2 separate regions of the Arabidopsis thaliana genome follow, and region 1 is linked to region 2. A link is a contact called in public capture Hi-C data. All regions are on one chromosome and are shown on one strand. The core of a region is the stretch at or near the end of the contact, and the rest is flanking DNA. Distances in the headings are between cores, read along the strand shown.

Region 1 (3,743 bases), core at 1,019-3,518, 140 kb after region 2:
TAGAAGCGTCACTCAGTGGTAAACCTTTCGAATCAAGAAGGAAAACGTCCTATCGATTTTAGAGCAGAGACCCTAATTAGGACTAACCTCTGAGGCAACAGTTTTGGCTAAATGCAAGTTTCCTGCATTTGCAACCTCGTCAAGGAATGAGACACTTTCCGCTTCAAACAGATGCTGCAACTGCAGGCACATGAACTTTGGTATGAGTTGCAGATAGTAAATAGAGAAAAAAATTGCTAAATTTCAATAGACTTACAATTGAAAGAACTTTTGCTTTCATTCTAGATGTGGAAGCTATAGTTACGGTTGCTCCAACAAATTCAGGTGTAATAGTTAGTGATAGTATGGATTGAGCTAGCCTAAGAACGCCACCTTTTCCACATAGCTCCTGAGAGAAAATACCAGAAAACATAATTCTGAGATTCGTCCTCCATAAAATCATCAATTAAGCAAAACAAATTATTAACAACTCGTGATTAATGTACAAACACCAAGCAATAGAGAAACCTTGTTTTTAGCGACACGTTCTCTAAAGGGTTTGTGTTGGCATAGAGAATGAAGGAACTGCAAAGCAGCTTCAGCTTGTTGGCAGTGGAAGTTAACCTCCTCTACAGAACTTGCGCCTAACTTTTTTGGGGAGTCAGTTTGTCTATACAGCAACTTCGCTTTCAAAGATATCACAACATTGAGAACAGCTCCAAAAGCACTGTCTATAAACACATCAACCTAGATGAAAAAAAAAAAAGAATCAGATCAAACTAATCCCAAGGCAGCAGAAACCCAGATCCCAAAGCATAAGCGTAATTTTCTTAATATATTTTCCTCACATTGGCATTTCAAACACATTATGATAAGGTCATAGTTTCATACCCTTGGGTGTGCAAGCAAGACGAGAACAAGATCTTGGGAGTTAGGAGAGATAAACCCGTGAAACAGGTGGAGACAAGAAGCCACCAATGTAGCCTCTAGTAACGATTCTTTATTCGAATTACAGCTTTCCTGGAAACAAGCAACGGACATGAATTATACAGCTCTAAAAAGAAACAGGAAGAGACAAAAAAAGGATTCTACAGAAAAGAACCTTTCTGTTACGGCCAAGAGCTATTATCACAAGGATCACCAGATCAATCATCTGTGCTGATAATTTCACATCGTCAAGCAAGACCTATCACAATATGCAAACAAAAAAAAGAATCAAACATTATGTTCCATGGAGGCATAAAGTCCAATTCTTTAAAAGCTCAAAACCACATATGAAGATGGAACAACCTGCTCGAGTTTAGCATTACGAGGTGTTAAGTCACACAACGTCTGCAACAGTCTGATCCCACACAGTATATAACGAGACTTTCCATCTTTATTAGGAGTCATAACCACCGCAATGAGGTGCCGAGGTAACATTTTCACCATCTTCTCAACACTAATCTGAAAGAAACCTAAACATCAGTACTTACTACAAATGAATAGCAAAAAACTGAAAAAGCAAATCAAGTTTAAAAATGCACCTTTTGTGGTAACACTTGCTCAGAGTTAAAGCAAATAGAGAAATCTCCATTATCTTTAAGCAGCTTATGAAATTCCACAGAGTTTCGCCAATGCAAAGCGTTCACAGCTTGTACCATGTGTTTAGGCTGCAACAATCGAACCATGACTGTCACTAATATGCAACAGTGACTGAATCTAGTTTCCGGTGAATGAAGAGCGACTAGAATTTTGTCTCGCCGTGAGTTATAGTGTTAGGTTATGTGACAGAGAAGAAGATACGAAAATCAAAAGCAGTGAAATCTACTTCAGGGTATGGTGGCATAACGGTAAATGAGTAAAAAGAATGAGGTTAATTTCTAAATATATTGACACTGAGCCTCGCTCTTTGTAGTAGAAGGGAAAACTCAGCTATGGCTTATCGGATTATTTGATTCCAGCGACCAATTTCAAACCCTAACATTTTATTTCCAAATGTTGTTGAAACGATGAAGACAATCACGTGAGAGTACACGTGACCTCTTTTCTTTGGGTCTAAATCGTTTAATTAAAGCCCAACATAGCTTTTACTTCTTTTTTTAAAGCCCAAATTGAGTACAGCAAAACGAACAGTCACTTTAAAACTCATGAAGATTTATTTCACCAATTGATCAACTAGAACTATCAAAATAGTAAACCATTGAGCATTTAGAAGAAAATACTTACTTCAGATATATGTTTTGACGTTGATGGCGTAATTGTTTCAGACATATAGTTTGATGATGAGGCTTCTTTATCCGATCTAGACATCGATCGAGTTTTACTTCGATCAATAGATTGTTTCTTGTTAGATGGGATCTAGAAACAAAAGTATGAATAATAGATATTGCATACCAATTTCAACCATTATAGTTCTGATTAGAACACTTAATAAACTTCCACAGCTGATTAACAACCACATAAATTTGAAAATCTATTGTAATTTAGTGATTTAAATTTGAGATCCATGACAAATATATGTAGCTTTGATAATCTAAAGATATGTTTTCCATCACATGATTTGAATTTCGAAGAAAAGTTTGCGACGGAAAAATTCTTAACGTCTGACTCATTTTTCCACTATTGATGTAAGAAAATGATAAAATCGTTAAAAATCAAAAACATATATTTCGTATCCGTAGATCTAATAGAGTAAAATAGTTGTAGTTCAATCTAAACTGAAAAGAAATTGACGCACCTGTAACAAATTTCTCGGAGACGGCTTCATCGCACAAGAACCCTAGCGGCGGAGGACTTCACCTTTTTATGTATGCTAAACCGGTTTGTTAATAACAAAATTTGGTTAACTATGCTCATTAAAGGTAAAAAAGGAAAAAACAAATATACACACGTATCGTAATCTAATTGGTCTTTACATTGCAAATGAAATTTATCCCAACAATACATTACAAAAAAAATAAAATTTTGGTTTATTGTTATTATTTTATATGAAAAAGAAAAATAATTTTATTATTATAATAATAAAAAGAATTAGTATCAACAAAAAAAAAAAACTTTCTTAGTTTTTGTTGTGAATAAAAATTTCAAATATGTTTAACAAAATAAAAACTGAAAATATTTTTTAAAATGAAATGAAAATATCTGTATACTAACCTTAATGATAGATCACAAATAATTTAAAAAGTGAATTTTTTTTTTCTTTTCACAAGAGGGATAATTTAATTGAGCAAGATAAATATTACATTGGGCTATGGAATGCCCCATAACACAAAAGCTACAGAAATATATTATGCCCAACTAAAGCCCATCAGAGAAACCGAACATGGAAGAAAATGATAAAATCGTTAAAAATCAAAACCATATCTTTCGTATCCCTAGATCTAATAAAGTAAAATAGGTTTAGTTCAATCTAAACTGAAAAGAAATTGACGCACATGTAACAAATTTCTCGGAGACGGCTTCATCGCACAAGAACCCTAGCGGCGGAGGACTTAAACTTTTTTTTATGTATGCTAAACCGGTTTGTTAATAACAAAATTTGGTTAACTATGCTCATAAAGGGTAAAAAAGGAAAAACAAATATACACACGTACTGTGATCTAATTGGTCTTTACATTGCAAATGAAATTTTGTCCCAATAATACATTACAAAAAACAAATATTTTGGTTTATTATTATTATTTTATATGAAAAAGAAAAATAAGTTTATTAGTATAATAATAAAAAGAATTAGTATCAACAAAAAAAAAAAACTTTCTTAGTTTTAGTTGTGAATAAAAATT
Region 2 (4,313 bases), core at 280-2,779:
CAATTGTGAGAGTGTATAAGTAGCTTACATTCATAATGAGATCAGCCGAAATGGAAATTTTGAACGGTAACGCGATTCCACAGCACCGTTGCCAAAATCGAGAAGACGTGAGCCGAATTAGTGGATACGATCAACCAATAAGACGATCCTGAGTTGAATTATCTCCGTCGCGTGAAGGAACACTCAGATAATCAGGGCGATGTAATAAACGTTAATTACAAGAACAATCGGAACCTCACTATGGTTTTGGATCGGAGACTGGGAAACGAAACTGTCAGTCCTCTTTCGTGGCCATCGTTCGATCAAGTGTGCTTCTGCGAAAGAGGCAGAGACGATCGGCGAATATAAGATCCGAATCCTTTAAACCCGACCGTTTGAAATTGAACCGTTGGGCTACGATAATGATTTTAACTTTCCTTTTTCTACTCAACCGGCCCATTAAAGCCCAACATATGCCTTCCAAAATTACGTTATAGTTTAGGCCCATAAAAGATCCATTAAACCAAATGGAACAACAAATTATCAAAACAAAATCCATTAAAAATTAACATGAAACATAGTCATAATCATCACCACATGCACATAGTTTTTGGTTTTTTTAGTTTACAGATCTTACAAATCATAACTTTGTTTGCCAGTAAACTTAACTTCAATGGGACTAACATTTTTCCCAATAGATCTCATGTTGAGACCAACACCTTCTCTTCCTGGATTCGCCTTCTCTGGATAAACACCATCTTTAGGATGAAGATATTGAACCTCACCGTTAGGAAACACTCTGTAAAACTGGTAAGTGATCTTGTACTTGGATCTAAGCCTTGTCCCCAAAGCTAAACACTGCTCTTTCCTCGCTAGCTTCAGAAGATTCGGACCTTCTCTCATGATCGCTGCTCCTCCTGTCGGCATCTCAAAGATCTGTTCTTTCGGTGAGTTCCACGTGATAACGTAGAACTCTTCCACTTGCGCTTTACGTAGAAGACCACCGGTGCTTCCAGCGAAGATCGGAGACGGTGTGTTTGGGTCTAGCTGCGGTGGCGTGAATCCCACGGGAGCTTCTTTCGTGGCGGGGGCTGCAGCAGCGGCGGCGGAGGAATCTGTTTTCTCGGCGCGGATTGCGGTTTTGGTGAAGGAGAGGGATTTGGGACGGTGGGTTGTTGAGAAAAAGTGGAGTTTCTTGACGCCGGAGGTTGCGGCGGTTGTTATGGCGGAGTTGAAGATCCCGGCGGCTTGAGTTGCCATTGTTTTTTTTTTCTCTGTTCTCTAATGAGCAAATTGCTTATTGGTATGTTTTGATGAGAAGAGAAAAGAGATAATATTGCGAAATGAGAAGCTAGAGTTTGTTGGATTAAGTGGATAAGGTAACCAATAGGATTCAACCATTAGATTTTTCTCTTACCCATCTTATTCTGATATTATCTGACGTCGTTTTGCCTCCTTTGTTCTGATTCTTTCTTTTCTTTTTTTCTTTTTCTTTTTCAATATCAATTCAAATTAAGGCCTGATAATCTAGAACATCATTGACCATTAGAGGACCAAATCATTTGGATTGATCATCTATATGTGTTGGGCTTTGAGCTTAGAAGATTGAAACTTGGGCCTGAATCAAAATTAGCTTTTTCTAGAATCTTACTACATAGGCCTTGTTCAATTGGGTACCGCTCATAGATGGTTTCCCAGAATTCTAGCTAATCGTCCGAGGTTACTACTTATCATCCCAAATCTACTGTATGACCTGGATTATTTACTTATTCTAGTTATGTTTTTTCGGTTTTACACGCTCATCCCCTTAGACAACCTTATTGACTTTAGAAGAAATTAATGGTGATGAACGATTAAGATTGAGTTGTTTGAATGTTGGGTTGGCTGATTTTATAGCCATAAACTAATTGCATTTTCAGCTTTTCCTCAACACTTTTTGTTTCTTAAATTTCCACCATAAACTTTGATAATTCTTTAAATTACAACATGTACTTTCGGATTCATCCTTAAACATACATTTCCAATTGAACCGGTCATTAAACCGGAATTAACCACAAATTCGCGTTTACTGTACCGCGATTGCGATTTACCCGATTAATCACTTATATCCGTTAAGAAAAGGGTTGGCTGATTTTATAGCCATAAACTAATTGCATTCTCTGCTTTTCCCCCCACACTTTTTGCTCCTGAAATTTCCACCATAAACTTCGATAATTCTTAAAATTGCAACATGTACTTTCAGATTCATCCTTAAAAATATGTTTCCAATTGAACCGGTCATTAAACCGAGATTAACCACAAATCCGCGTTTACTGTACCGCGATTGTGATTTACCCAACTAATCCCACACCCGTTAAGAAACGACGTCGTTTTGTCTTTGTTTTATAATGTGAATCTATCTATATATGTTATGTGTTGTGTTAATTGGTAAGGAAAATGACAAATCGAACTAGATAAAACTCCTAATCATAAGGATAGATAAGACTCCAAATCAATCAGTCAACCTAAATAATATCATCTTAAAGAGAATCATTTTCCGAAAATACATCATCCAAGATAGACAAAAAAGGTTGAAGATTGTTCCAATGACAATCTAAATCAATAAAGAACTAGAACTACTCTCATTGATCACATAGATTGCTTTTTTGTGTGAGTGGGATTAGTCGGGTAAATCACAATAGCGGTATAATAAACGCGGATTTGTGGTTAATCTCGATTTAATGACCGGTTCAATTGGAATCATATTTTTAAGGATGAATCTGAAAGTACATGTTGCAATTTTAAGAATTATCAAAGTTTATGGTAGAAATTTCAGGAATAAAAAGTGTGGGGGAGAAAGCTGAGAATGCAATTAGTTTATGGCTATAAAATCAGTCAACCCTTTTCTTAACGGATATAGGTGATTAATCGGGTAAATCGCAATCGCGGTACAGTAAACGCGAATTTGTGGTTAATTCCGGTTTAATGACCGATTCAATTGGAAATGTATGTTTAAGGATGAATCCAAAAGTACATGTTGTAATTTAAAGAATTATCAAAGTTTATGGTGGAAATTTAAGAGGCAAAAAGTGTGGGGGGAAAAGCTGAGAATGCATTTAGTTTATGGCTATAAAATCAGCCTACCCTTGAATGTTTGAAGTCCTAAAACGGTATTGGCGGGAACTTATGGTTTTTCAAAAAAAAAAAGTTCTAGCAGTAACTATCTTCTCTTATGTGTCCCTTAGAAAGCGTTTTGAAGGCATTAGAAGTCTTGACCAAAACTTAGTGACTTTTGGATCCAACACCTAAAGGTGGATGTATTGAGTTAGAATAGGTTAATGTGGTGATTATTCTTCAAACACGATTCTAAGCAATGCTCAAAACAATCAACGTGGTCCCGAAACTCATATTTTGGTTTACGTTTAAAGACAACTACAAGACGTGCTTCATTTCTACAAGACAATAACACTTGGATCGTCAACTTAATACTCAAGGCTACGAATATGTAAAATGGTATAAGAGTGTCAATCCAGAGAACTCTTCGAGGCATGCATTTTACTACTGTCCAAGGCATGCATTTTACTACTGTCCAAGGCAGTCGTGGTAACAAAGGGCGACGAGGAAGAGGTGGACCGTGGACGAGGCAAAAAAAAGCTTTAAATCTACACATACTCCTCTTCCCTTCTCTTGTTGATTGCTTACTTCAATGTAATCACCTACTATCATGTACTTTTATAAAAAACTACTCTATGATATCTAGGACATAGGCTTGTACTATTTGCTACCTTTAGATTAATGCACCAAACTGTTTCAAAAAACAAAAAAAATTGGGGTATGCATGAGTGCATGATATTTCAATGGTGTGACCGCAAATTTGTTGTAACACTCCGGTTTCAGGAATATGGTGATGCATACAAAGAGGTTTAAAAGAATTGATTTGGTCACTTATGCCACCAAAATGCACTTACCTTGTTGGTCAAACATCCTAAGAAAACTTTACAATTAAGAGTGATTGGGTTGTGGAGTAATTTCAGAATGAGTGACCTTCTAGGAAGTAATTGTCGGAACTGTGCGAATGAGGACAAAACATGGAGAAAGAATATCTGGTAATTTATAAGGTCGGTAAACAAGTATTTAAAGCCTTCCAGACATAGTGGACCGACCATTGGCAGGGATGGATCCATGGGTCCGTGAAAGGATGTGAAGCCCGCTGATAGAGATGGCCGGGGCGTTACATTTGTGATGTTTGATGATTCTTTACATGTGGAACCATGTGTAAAGTTCTTAGAAAGCAGCTATGAAATGGGTTAAAGAAATTGGAATAAAGAGATCAATGGTAACAAACAAGTAGGAAC

Evidence for each region. Capture Hi-C pulls out chosen DNA fragments and counts their contacts.
Region 1: a capture Hi-C map of root shows a contact between it and region 2, with 2.4 times the contacts expected there. The contact joins the promoter of AT4G03090 here to the promoter of PSAD-1 in region 2. A contact is called at or near these places in 1 of 26 Hi-C or Micro-C datasets (root) and 1 of 3 other capture datasets (root).

The regions. Positions count from the first base shown.
Region 1 is chr4:1,369,289-1,373,031 of TAIR10.1, forward strand. AT4G03090 (sequence-specific DNA binding transcription factor ATNDX) reads right to left here and starts at 2,269. Exons shown (of 16, transcript NM_001340421.1): 1 at 2,188-2,269; 2 at 1,506-1,631; 3 at 1,270-1,425; 4 at 1,082-1,165; 5 at 871-999; 6 at 508-726; 7 at 257-388; 8 at 88-180. The coding sequence starts at 2,232.
Region 2 is chr4:1,228,635-1,232,947 of TAIR10.1, forward strand. It overlaps PSAD-1 (photosystem I subunit D-1), which reads right to left and starts at 1,530. Exons shown (of 1, transcript NM_116511.4): 1 at 397-1,530. The coding sequence starts at 1,239. The coding sequence ends at 613. It overlaps AT4G02760 (RNI-like superfamily protein), which reads right to left and starts at 380. Exons shown (of 15, transcript NM_001340403.1): 1 at 29-380.